2 separate regions of the Oryctolagus cuniculus genome follow, and region 1 is linked to region 2. The links are chromatin contacts, called in public Micro-C maps. All regions are on one chromosome and are shown on one strand. The core of a region is the stretch at or near the end of the contact, and the rest is flanking DNA. Distances in the headings are between cores, read along the strand shown.

Region 1 (5,970 bases), core at 1,029-3,528, 220 kb after region 2:
AAATGTGACTAACACGGAAGGCGTCCGCAGTGGCGCTTACGGGGGCCTGGGCTCGGGGCGGGGGGCTGGTTAGTGGGGAGTGGGTTTTAAAACCTGAGCCACGCCTCAAGGCGCTCCCCACGGCTGGACAAAGGCCCTTGGAGACTTCCTCCAGTGCCAGTCCCAAAGCCAGAACGGAGGACAGGCTGCCTTGCCTCCAGATCTGTCTGGAGAACTATTTTTTTTTTTTAAACCAGATCCCACAGCCCCCTGCTCAGAACTCTTCGGAGACTCACTGGCCCAAGCAGAACAAACCCTCAGCTCCCTCGGGCCTGAAAGACGGTGGTCAGCTGGTCCCCGCCGCTGCCACCCCCAAACCTGCCTCCGCTTCCCAGCCACAATGGCCTTTGTTTGGGTCCTCTGAGCTCAGTGCCACTGCTGAGCCTTTCCCAGGGCCTGGCTCAGGCTTTCGCCACGATCTGGGGGTGGGGGGTGGGGGGGATTGCTCAGCTCCAGGGTCCCGCCCCCGCAGGGATTAGCACGGACAGACACCTTGTCGCCCCTCTCCCTGGGGATGGTTACCTCCACTGTTGAGGGTGGGCTTGAGCACCTGCCCAGCCTGGAGAGCGGAGGGTGGGGTGGGGGGTTTATATAAAGGCAGCGCCCCAGCCCCCTCCTTCAGATCACAAGTTACCAAGCCAAGAGTCTGAGCTTATCTGTCCCGGCAAACCCCACCGTCTGCAGCCCCCGTCCCCAGATGGAGACTCCCGCCGCACGCCTCCCAGGCTCAGCTGCCCCTATCAGACCTGGAACTCCACAGCCTGCGTACAAACCTGGCGGGCACCAGGGCTCCCGGCCACCAGGTGCCAGTTCGCATTTGATTTCCGTGCCGTGCGCACGCAGTGTAACTCAGTCTGGACACTCCGAGGGCCCCTGGGCTCTGCCAAAGAAACTTCTGAATTAAGGTTCTTTGGCTGCACGGCCGGGTTTTTTGTGCCAGGTTCCCCCCTCCCCCACTTCTCGCTCCGTCTTTGCGGGGGGGGGGGGCAGGGCTGCTCGTGCGAGGCTCAGGTGCTCCCCATCCTGGCCACCGTGGAGTGTGGGCTGGGGCCGCAGGCCGGGACGCACGGCCGCCACACTCCAGGGGCCTTTGTCCGCGCTCCGAGGACCGCCCCCTTAGCGAACCGGGGACAAGTGGGGCGTGGGGGTGAGGGGAGCTGGCTAGGACTGGGAAGGAACGCCGCAGGGGGCAGTCCTCTGGCGCAAGGTCGGCGCGCCCCTCTCCGGCTGGTGAACCAGGTGCAGCCGGAGAGCAAGGTGCAGGACCCCCCCCTCCCCCAGCCGTGCTCCTCTTACTGCCCAGGCTGTCCGGGTCCCCGGATGTGTGTGGGGCACTCCAGGGGCTGGGAGTCCGTGTCCCTAAGCGGAGAGGACACAGCACTGAGCGACTTCTTAGCTCCAACCTGACCGCCTCTCCGAGGGCCGAGCGCCCGGGGTCTGGCGTGGAAACTCCACTCCCCGCCCCCTCCCACACACACTCCTCCCCCCCCCCGCCTCCTCCAGCCCCCACTGGACCCCAAGGCCAGGTCTCCGCTCTGCCTCCTTTTCCCAAGCAACGTTCCCACCCCGTCGGGCCGTTGTCCAGCTCTGCGCGGCCCGGGCCGGCTGCGAACGTGGCCCCCAGTCCCGCGACAGGCAGGTGCGGCTGCTGGACCCCCGAGTCCGACCCCCGCTCCCCCAGCAGCCCCCACCCGTCTGGCGCGCGGCCCCGGGCCCAGCCCGCGCGGCTCCTCTCGCACGACCTGGGGACGGCTGGGCTCCTGCCCTTCAGCTGGGGCCGCCCCCAGAGCCTCCTCGGGGACTCGACCTCCATCTGGTCTGGATCCACAGGACCCCTCCCTCTGAGGGGCCCCCAGCCCCGCTCCGCGCTCTGAGGCTCCTCTCTCGCTGCCCTGGGGTCCCCCGGCCGGAATCAAACACCTCCCCCACTCGGCAGGTTAACCCTGGGGTGGCGTGGGAGTGGGGGGTGCTTAGGAAACCGCAAGACGCGCCCCCTGCAAATCTTCCCAAGTCCACGGCGGGAAAAGTTTTCCGGGGTCCCCGCAGCGCCCTCCACCGCCTTGGCGCGGCTCGCACTCACCGACGCCCGCGGCCCCGCGGCGCCGGCGCTCCTGCTGGCCCTGGCCCGAGTCACATCCCTGCGGCGCGGCCGCGGCTCCACTCCGCGCGCGCACACCCGCCCGCCCGCCGCTCCGGCCTCACTGCATCGCGCTCCGAGCCGCCGCCGCCGCGCGAGGCGCCCCCTGGCCCGGCTCGCGCTGCTGCAGCACCGCGGCCCCGCCCCGGCCCCGCCCCCCGCCCCTAGCCCCGCCCTCCTGGGCCCCAGCCCCGCCCCCGATCCGAGCCCCGCCCCCGAGCCCAAGCACCGCCCCCAGGCCCGAGCCCCATCCCTCTCGGTTCCGAGTCCCGCTCCCCGGGCCCGAGCCCACCGCCCGTTCCCGAGCTCCGCCCCTCCACCGAGCCCCGCCCCCGGGCCTAAGCCCCGCTCCCCGGTCCCGAGCCCCTCCCCTAGCCCCGCCCCCGAGCCCAAGCCCCGCCCCCGTCCCGAGCCCCATCTCTCCCGGTTCCGAGCCCCGCTCCCGGGGCCCGAGCCCACGGCCCGTTCCCGAGCTCCGCCCCTCCACAGAGCCCCGCCCCCGGGCTCGGGCCCGAGCCCCGCCTCAGGACCCGAGTCTCGCCCCTCCCAGTCCCGAGCCCCGCCCCTCCGCCGAGCCGCCCCCCGCCCCCGAACCCGGCAGCCGCTCCGTCCGGTACCCGGTGCAACGCGCGCGCACCAGGGGCGCAAGCTCCAAGCTCCTGGCCCGGAGCGCAGAGGGCCGCCCGCCTCCCGCACCCCAGGCCCACACACATCCCGAGGGACACCCCCACAGGGGGATCCCAGGGCAGGAGGGCGCGCTCTGACCTGGGCACCCACGCAGCAGACCCCGACGCGCGTCCCGAAGTCCTCCCGGCCCCCGAGGCTTGGGCTCGCCTAGAGGGGTTCCCCGGGTGTACCCCTGCGCCTCCCCACCCGCGGCGCGTGCGTGTCCCTGTGCGCACACGCCCTCCTGGCGCACCCGCTCCTCCGTGGCCGCCGCCGCCGGGGGACTTGCTAGGAGGGCGGGTCCTGGGCAGGCTCCCCTCGGCGCTGCGCCCCCTCCTCTCCCACCCTGAGACCCCCTACCCCGGCCCGGGACGCTGAGCTCCCCGGGGGAGCCCTCGGCCAGCGACCCAGCGCCTGGCCTAGGTTTCCGGCCCTAGGGCCAAAGCCGGATACGGGGGCATCAACGCCCTGCACCCCGGTCGCAGCCTTGGAACACTCGAGGGAGACCCTGTCCCCGTTTGGGGGGGGGGGTCTCCGCCGGCCGCACGATTGGAAAGTGGGCGAGCACCGCCACCTGGTGGTTCGCTGCGGGACTGACGCCCACAGCAGGTTGCCGGGGTCCTTAGTGACTGCCCCGCCCAGCACCACACCTGGAGTCATGAAGGCCGTGGCCCAGGCGTTCTCAATCCTGGCTCCTCACATTCACCTGAGTCGTTCCAAGAGCGTACCCGAGGGCCGGCATCATGGCACAGCCGGTAAAACCGCCACCTGTGACGCCGGAGCCCATAGGAGCCCTGGTTCGAGTCCTGGCTGCTCCACTTCCGATCCAGCTCCCTGGGAGCCCAGCAGAAGATGGCCCAAGTCCTGGGGGCCCCTGCCACCCCCGAGGGAGACCCGGATGGAGTCCAGGCTCCTGGCTTCAGCCTAGTCCAGCCCTGGCCATTGTAGGCAGGATGAACCAGCAGCTGGAAGATCTCTCTCTCCCTCTCCCTCTCCCTCTCCCTCTCCCTCTCCCTCTCCCTCTCCCTCTCTCTCTCCCTCTCTTTCTCTGTAACTCTGCCTTGCAAATAAATAAGGAAATCTTTTTTAAAGAAACAGTGTTCATAATAGGACTAAAATCGTATTTTCCCCTCTCCTCTCCATGGTCTGCAACACACCGTGGAGTCTCCCAGCCGCTCTGAAACGGGTGACCTGGGCCAGGGCCACAAACTGGCTTTTCGTTTTGGAAAATGGAGGGTTTTTAAGAGAGCTTTTAGGTTAATAAGTAATGGATGCATTGCTTTTAAATGCTTTGATAAACGTTTAAAAAATCCCGGGGCCTTCATTTAAAATAGAACGTGTGAACGCCTTCCCCATAGGACCTCCCGCTGGCCCATTGAAATGGTCCCGGTCCCCTGGGGGCTGGGCGCCACTCTGTCTCAGCCAGATCCATGCACTAAGCTCTCCCCTCCCGGAGCCTCCGTGAATTTTTGGGGGGGGGGGGTCAAAGGGTCACAAGCCCAGGCAGTTTGAGAACCACTGTGCGTGGCATTCCTATCCAGAGCTTTCTCTCCGAAAAGTCAGCTTGCTAGCTGGGAGAACGCTGCTTCCATGACACTCACTGAGTCAGTCAACAAACACTGCCAAGGCCCGGGCCTGGTGCTGGGGGCACAAGAGAGGACAGGACGCTGTCCCCAAGGACCTGCAGCAGGCAGGGCTGGGCCACCCCAAAGCCAGGAACCCAGCACGCAGTCGGGGTTTCCTGCGTGAGTGGAGGGGTCCAGGGGCCTGAGCCAGCACCTGCTGCCCCCCCCCCCCCCGCCGCCCAGGAACAGGAAGCTGGGGGCGGGCGGAAGTCAGGACTTGAACCAGGGCCCTGGTTGGGGGGGGGCACAGGTGTCCTGCCAGCTCCCGCTCCTTTATTCCTGCGGTGTGGCCGGGCCTCCCCCGGGGAGCGGGAGGTGTGAGCTCTGCCTGGGGGAGGAGGGGTGCGCTCCTGGTCTCCGCCTCCCCACTATGCTCTCCCCCTTCCCATCCTCTCCCCCTGCGGGAAGCTGGCCTGTGGGGTCCCCCCCACACGGAGCCATTCCGTCACACCAGCTCGGGGGCCCCGTGACCCAGGGACCACGTACCTGGAGACAGCACGAGATTGCGTAGGCCAAGGGCTCCGGCCGATAGACGTCCCTGCGCAGGTGCCAATCACAAGCCCGCGTGCTCGCTGGGGTCCGAAGTGGGGGCTCGGGGAGCCTGCTCTCTCTTCCACCACGAATCGGCCTCCCGCGGTCAGTCGTGGACTCGGGATGAATAAAGGGTGGAGTTCGCGCTCGCAGCTCCCAGGAGGGGTTCTTCCCCACAGTGGCGGGCCCCAGGGAGGCTTGCCAGGGCGCTGGCCCCGGGAAGGGGACGCACTCGCTTCCTGGGCGACAGAATACACAGGCCCGACGGGGCGGGGGCGGCGCCTGGGCAGGAGGTGCAGACTCACGGGGCTGCTGGGCCGGCGCAGGACGGGCGCTGTGATGGGGGTGGGGGCCTGCCGGCCGGGACAAGGCCTGGAGACAGGCAGGGGTGCCTCTCTGCCCCCAGAGAGAGACCAGGACCCTAGGTCTGCGCCGCAGCAAATCTGCCCGGCCCGAGTCCAGCTGGGCTGCGGGGAGGCCCAGGGTGGCCACAAAGGGCAAGGGAGGGTCCGGGGGTCAAGACTCCAACCCTTTTACTTGCATTCCCCTGTCTTTAAGTGACCTAATCTTCTTTAGAGATTTTATTTATTTATTTGAGAGGCAGAGAGGGAGGGAGAGAGAGAGAGAGAGAGAGAGAGAGAGACAGGTCTCCCATCCACTGGTTCACTCCCCAAACGGCTGCCAAGGCCAGAGCTGGGCTGATCCAAAGCCAGGAGCCAGCAGCTTCCTCCAGGTCTCCCATGTGTGTGCAGGGGCCCAAGGACTTGGGCCATCTTCTACTGCTTTCCCAGGCCACAGCAGAGAGCTGGATGGGAAGTGGAGCAGCCGGGATTCTAACCGGTGACCCTAGGGGACTGCAGGTGCCGCAGGTGGCGGCTTCACTCACTGCACCACAGTGCTGACCCCAAGCAACACCTTAACCACTCTGCCAAATACCTGTTGCAGACATCATTAAAAAACCCTGGTGGCGAC
Region 2 (6,519 bases), core at 3,262-5,761:
GGATTGGAAGTGGAGCAGCTGGGACTCAAACCGGCACCCAAATGGGATGCCGGCACTGCAGGCAGTGGTTTCACCCACTATGCCACAGCGCTGGCCCCTCAGTTGGCTCTTAAGGCATTTAAGCAAGTGAAAGGCAGGGATGTGATACTGAGTTTGACGTGAGATGTTAAAGTCCTGCTCTGTTCCTGAGTTCTCCTTCAAGCTGGAGGCAGGCATAGAGACGTTGTGCTGGTGTATGAAGATTGTTGTGTAGCTTGCAGTCACTGTGTGTGTGTGTGCAGGGCGACTTGCCTGGAGCACGGTTCCCAGATCACTGTTCCGCCTCTGTGAGCCACAGTGCCGTGCCCCATGCTGTAGAGCGAGAGTTTTTTTTTTTTTTTTTTTTTTTTTTTTGACAGGCAGAATGGACAGAGAGACAGAGAGAAAGGTCTTCCTTTTGCCGTTGGTTCACCCTCCAATGGCCGCCGCGGCCGGCGCACCGCGCTGATCTGGAGCCAGGAGCCAGGTGTCTCCCCTGGTCTCCCATGGGGTGCAGGGCCCAAGCACTTGGGCCATCCTCCACTGCACTCCCTGGCCACAGCAGAGAGCTGGCCTGGAAGAGGAGCAACTGGGACAGAACCGGTGCCTCAACCGGGACTAGAACCTGGGGTGCCGGCGCCGCTAGGCGGAGGATTAGCCTATTAAGCCACGGAGCCGGCCAGAGTGAGAGATTTTATAGATGACGTCAGGGACCTACTTTTGCTTTTGGATTTCAACCCATATAATTCATTCATACAAAGGGAAATTAACCCTGTGCCCCTCCCTGTCCCAGGAGACAAGATTAACAAATGAATTTAAGAATAACCCATATCTTTTCCCAACTGAGTTTCTTGAAACTGAAAAGCAGGTTACTGAATGTGTGTGAGTTCAGGCCAGGAAGGGGACACTGGTTACTTCTGTCCTGTTGGAAATGGTGAGCGAACGAACAGTTCCCAAATGACTGAAGCGTGCCAGGCACCCAAAATAGATAAATACTGGAGGCTGCAGCTTCAGAAAACCTGCAGGTGTGTCAGTGAGTGCTCTCTGTGACGGAAGTGCCCGGAGGTTTCTCTCTTGTGCCGACTCCTTAGGAGTTGGGATCGCATCAGTCACGGACCACCACATGGCAGAATCAGGGTAAAAAATGCCGAAAGCCCACAAGCTAAGTTATTTGTTGTAGTGACTTTTGTCTTTTTGATGAATCCTGAGACAGTGGGGTGATATGGGCCACCAGTGTTTGCCGAAATCATTTTCATGTGAGGGTTCAGTGGTGCCCTTTGTGGTGTTGATATTTTCTTTTGTTTTTTGTTTCTTGCATTTTCCCATATTGTCTTTCATTCCTTGTTAAGGTACGTGTCAAATCCAGAACTGTGAGACATTTTCATTGTTTCTTTTCAAAAGTATATAGGCATGGTGCCTGGGTGCTAGGAAGCTGAAACTAACACTAACAAGGGTCAGGAGTGTTGGGGCAGCAAGCCCTTGGTGCCAGGGTCCTGATTGGTGTCTGGTGACTCTTGTGCTTCAGTGTGGCTGCAGAGGTCCCAGCAATCACACCCACATTCCAGTTGGCAGGCAGGAAGACGTGAAGGAGGGCACTGTTTTTAAAGTTTTATGTATTTAATTGAAAAGCAGTGAGATCTTTCATCTGCTGGTTCACTCCCCAAATGGCAACAATGGGTGGGGCTGAGCCAGACCAGAGCCAGGAGCTTCATCCGGGTCTCCCACGTGGGTGGCAGCCATATTGGAGTCCTGGGTTCAAGTCTCAGCTCCACCCTCCATTCCAGCTTTGCGCTAATGTGCGCTCTGAGAGGGCAGTGGGTGATGGCTCAGGTAGATGGGGCCTTGGCATGCACAGGGGAGACCTGGGTGGAATTCCTGGCTTCTGGCTGCAGCCTGGCCTAGCTCCAGCTGCTGCAGGCATTTGGGGAATAAAGCAGCAGGTATAATAGCTCTGTATCTCCCTGCCTTTCAAATAAAATAAGTAAAAATGAGGGGTGGGGAGAGATTAATAAAGGGACATCTTCAGAGGGCCATTGTGGTGAGGTGAGCTAACATCAGGAATCTGAACAGCGCTTAGTGCACGCACACATGCGCATTGGGGTGTGTGTGTGTGTGTGTGTGAGATCTGACTGTCACCATGTTTCCCAGGAAGGAGGAGGATGCTGGAGAAAGGGCTCAGAGGGTCTGAGCGCCCTCCCCCTCCTCCGTCCCACGGTGGTGCCGTGTGGGAGCCTGCGCTTCAGTGGGCTCACGGCCCTTGTGTTGGTCTTGCAGATCACTTTTGTCCAGAGAATGTGAACGACACGGCCAAAGAAACGTGCCTGAATTGGTTTTTCAAGATTGCGTCCATCAGAGAGCTCATTCCGCGATTGTATCCTTTGTGTGAGTGTGTGTGTGTGTGTGTGTGTGTATCCCATGATTTTCCGGATAGGCAGAAGGCACCACACGGTTCATTGAAGCCATGTGCTGGGATGCCCCTGAGATTCCTATAGAAAGCTGGGTCCCGTTACGGCTGCTGGCCCGAAAACCCAGTGCAAGCCACGCCGTGGGAGCCCTCGCTCGTGCTCCCTCTCTGTGCAGATGGCTTTTGGTTTGCCACTTGGAATACGATGCCACGTGTCCGCCTCTGCCACCTTGAGGAGCGGCCACACAGTCCTTCTCTCAGTCTAAACGCTGCGTCCTCCTGTGTTCTGTCTGCTCCCAGAAGATGGAAAGAGCAAGGCCTTCTTCGAACGCCAGCATGGGAGACCAGAGAATGTAACTTGCATACACAAATTATATCTTAGCTATATCAAGTTCCATCTCCCCTTCCCGCCATCCGCACCCCCAGAAAGCCTTGATCTGCGAGGCTTCCTTCTCAGATTAAATTTCAGTGCACAGCCAACAATGTAACATTTTCCAAAAGTCAAGTTCACAGAAAACCTTGAACTCCATCTGTGGAAATCACAAGCCCCTCCCTCCCTCCCTGCACTCCCTGCACTGTGGAGGGCCCCAGGGGCCTCCCTCCCCTCCCAAGACCCTCCTGGTTCTGCTCTCTGACTCCTGTAAGGAGTCGGCGACTTGGAAGATGTCTTCCTTAACGGAATGTTTTTGCAGTTATGTGGAAGCGTCTATCCTGAAGTGTAACAAGTTCCTGTCTAAGACGTAAGGTTCTTCTCTAACACCTAGACCCACCAAATGTCTAAAAATCCAGACATGCAAGCGTGTGCATGCGCGCGTGCACACACACACACATGCACACGCATGCACAAGCCCCATGGTGACATAACAGCAGCTGGCATTCACGGGGAACTAAGGGTGCAGAAGACCAGGTGTCGAGTCCAGACCGGGTGCCATATCGCAGATAACTCCTGATTGGATAGAATGTATCCCGAAGGTGCTGGCGGGACCCAGGGATGCCTGGGATTGTCTTGAGGGGAACGGGGAACGCGGGTGCTGAGGAAACAGCTGCTATGTCTGGCCAGTGGGGGCAGTGCCTTGGGCAGAGGGAAGTTCCCCGTGGCAGGAGAGAGGGACCAGAATATAGGTAGACGCGTGCCGTGCCATTAGGAGGGGATGGGTCACGGGGTAGATCCGTGCCACAGGAGTGCAAAGACAAGATGGGGGCTTCCAGTTGTTGAAAAGGAACTGGGGACAAAACACTGTTACAAATGAGTGGGGTGAACGTGGCCTCCAGCCCTGCGCGTGGGACACAGACGTAAGAACTCATTGAGCCAGGAACCTATCAGGGGGCAGGGCTGTTAGACACCCCCGGGCGCTCCGAAGCTCTGACCTTGGCAGGTTCCCCCCACCCCCAGGTTCAGGGAGTCGGGCTTTGTCTTGATTGCGTGTGTGTGACACCGCCCTCCGTGTCTCTCCAGGGGGATCTCCGAGTGCCTGCCGAGGCTGACCTGCATGATCCGAGGCATCGGGGACCCGCTGGTGTCGGTGTACGCCCGCGCCTACCTCTGCCGGGTAGGCTGAGCGCGCCCCCGTGGCTGCGTGCCACCCCCTTCAGCCCCCACATTGAGCTTCTCCTGCCTCGGCACCCCACCAGCCCCTAAAAGCAACATTTCATTAGCTGCTAATTTTAGAACCCGGCTCTTCCACAGAAAAGAGAGCTGCAGAGTTCCTCCTAAAAAAATTAGTTTCCAAGTAGACCAAGTTACCGGAGCTCTAATTAGGGGGATGTTTGAGGTCATCTCCTTAGATGTGAACTGGTTCCCCGAGTTAATTGTTTCCCGGTTCTTGGCTGGGAAGCAGGCTCCCGGGGCCTGTCGGGCCTCAGCGTGCTTGGCCCTGACTTGAAACATCGTGTTCCCTTTGCCTTGAGCTGGATGGCTTTATTTGTGATGTATCCTTGCTTGCAGCGAGTTGGCGAGGGCCCTCGGTAGGGCAGGGAGCAGTGCTGCGTGTGACGGCAGACCCCAGGGTCCCCAGGGCCCGGCCCCGGAGGGCTGCAGGCCCCCCTGGGATGGGTCCAGGGGCGCCTATGGGAAGCCACTTGGCCTCTCTCTCCTGTGAAGTACCACGAAACTTCAAGCTGCAGCTCTCCCAGGTTTTTTGTTGATGAGAAACAAGCCATGGAACGGGTGTGATTGTGACGCCTCCGCCCACACGGGGCCTTCCCTCTGTCCCATCACGCCTTGCGCCAAGCGGTACTGCAGGGGGTTGTCCCAAGTTAAAGTTGGAGCCTCCCCCGGAGCAGTTAAAACCAGGAACAGTTAAAACCCCCGGTTAGCAATTCAAGAATCTGGGGCAGCCAGCCTTTGATTTCCCTCCTCCCTGTGACATCCAGCAGGTGACAAGCCCTGAGGGCCTGCAGTGTCTCAGAGCACCCAGCCACCCCCTGGGAGTGAGTAATGCACATCCATCCTGAAGGCAGAGTTTTCTAGGTCTGTTCCTTGTTGCTGATTGTGAGAGGAGCACTCTTCCCTCTAAGGGCACCTGCTCCCCCCACCCCTGCAGCAGGCCTAATGCTGTACGCTTCCCCCTACTGGAAGCATGGGGGGGGGGCTTTTTTTTTTTTTTTTTTTTGACAGAGTGGACAGTGGGAAAGAGAGACAGAGAAAGGTCCTCCTTTTCTGTTGGTTCATCCCTCAATGGTCGCTGCAGCCGGCGCACCGCGCTGATCCGAAGCCAGGAGCCAGGTGCTTCTCCTGGTCTCCCATGCGGGTGCAGGGCCCAAGCACTTGGGCCATCCTCCACTGCACTCCAGGCTGGACTGGAAGAGGAGCAACCGAGACAGAATCCGGCACCCCGACTGGGACTAGAACCCGGTGTGCCAACGCCGCAGGCGGAGGATTAGCCTAGTGAGCCATGGCACCACCCTTTTTTTTTTTTTTTTTTTTAACATTTATTTCTTTGAAAGGCTGAGTTACAGAGAGGCAGAGAGAGAGGGGAGGTCTTCTGTCCACTGGCTCACTCCCCAGATGGCTGCAACGGCCGGAGCTGGGCAGATCTGAAGTCGGGAGCCAGGAGCTTCTTCCGGATCTCCCAAGTGGCTGCAGGGGCCCAAGGACTTGGGCCTTCTTCTGCTTTCCCAGGCTGTAGCAGAGAGCTGGATGGGAAGTGGAGCAACTGAGACTCGAACAGGTGCCCCTATGGGATGCCGGCACTGCAGGTGGCAGCTTTACCTGCTGTGCCACGGCATGGGGCGGGCTTCTTATCCAGGAAATTCAGGTATATTTCTGGAACCTTCAGCTCCTGAGTGTTCTAAAGTCTAGATGCTCTCAAGTGAGGGTCTGCTGAGGGCCTCCTGTGCGCGTCACAGCCTGCTGGATCCTGTGGGCGCATTGGCACTCACCCTGCACAGTCAAGGCGATTCTTTGACCTCACCTTGACCTCTGTTGAATAGGAGAGTAACGCATTGGACAAGGTCACTTGGTGCCTTAGTGAAGATGATTTCTGGTTATTAAAGAGAAACCAGCAAAGCAGAGAACACTCACTCTCCCTAAGCCTGTTGGGCTTTAACGTTTGCAGTTAGGGACATGAGCGGATGGAAGCTCCCGCGTGTCCTCGTCACAGCCTTTGAATGCAGATGCCCTGCGGGACAGTGGACATCGGAACGCGCTTCTCCGCTGGGTGGTTACTAAAAGCCTTTGGACGGAACAAGATGTGACCTGTGCGTAGCACTCTCAGCGGAAGTGGCAGAAGCCTGGTTCATCCGACCGGAAGCACACAGGGCACTTCCGGGCTCTTGTGTCAGGACTGCAGGCGTGGCTGGATCCAGGGCCTCCAAGAGTGCTGTCAACAGTCCGCTCCCCTCCCAGCTCTATCCCGCCAGCCTCAGAACCGTGTTGGGGAGAGAACTCTCGGTCCCCAGTCCATCCCCAGTCTCAGTGGCCTACCTTGCGTCATTCATCTACCCCTAGGCCAATCACTGTGGCTGTGGGAGGGATAGGCATATGGACTGGGCTTGAGTTACGGCTTGGATCGTGTGCTCAGCTTTGCAACCCAGGATGGGGTAGTTCCATCTCATGATACAGGGTGGGCAGCATCTGTTCTCTCCCACTAGCTCTC

What was found. A called contact is a pair of places that touch in the nucleus more often than the background predicts.
Region 1: a contact with region 2 is called in a Micro-C map of ear pinna, with 7 times the contacts expected there. The contact joins the promoter of GPRC5B here to the enhancer-like site in region 2. A contact is called at or near these places in 3 of 6 Hi-C or Micro-C datasets (ear pinna, psoas muscle and an unstated tissue).

The regions. Positions count from the first base shown.
Region 1 is chr19:21,798,397-21,804,366 of mOryCun1.1, forward strand. GPRC5B (G protein-coupled receptor class C group 5 member B) reads right to left here and starts at 2,279. Exons shown (of 4, transcript XM_051847465.2): 1 at 2,120-2,279.
Region 2 is chr19:21,574,035-21,580,553 of mOryCun1.1, forward strand. VPS35L (VPS35 endosomal protein sorting factor like) reads left to right here. Exons shown (of 31, transcript XM_002711807.5): 10 at 2,293-2,389; 11 at 3,115-3,162; 12 at 3,879-3,972. Among named protein-coding and RNA genes, the nearest start is that of VPS35L, 27 kb to the left of the region's middle. Within about 2 kb of position 4,512, at least 1 of the 8 cell types and tissues checked has an H3K27ac peak or open chromatin away from gene starts, as enhancers often do. A contact at or near this core is called in ear pinna, where this site is marked.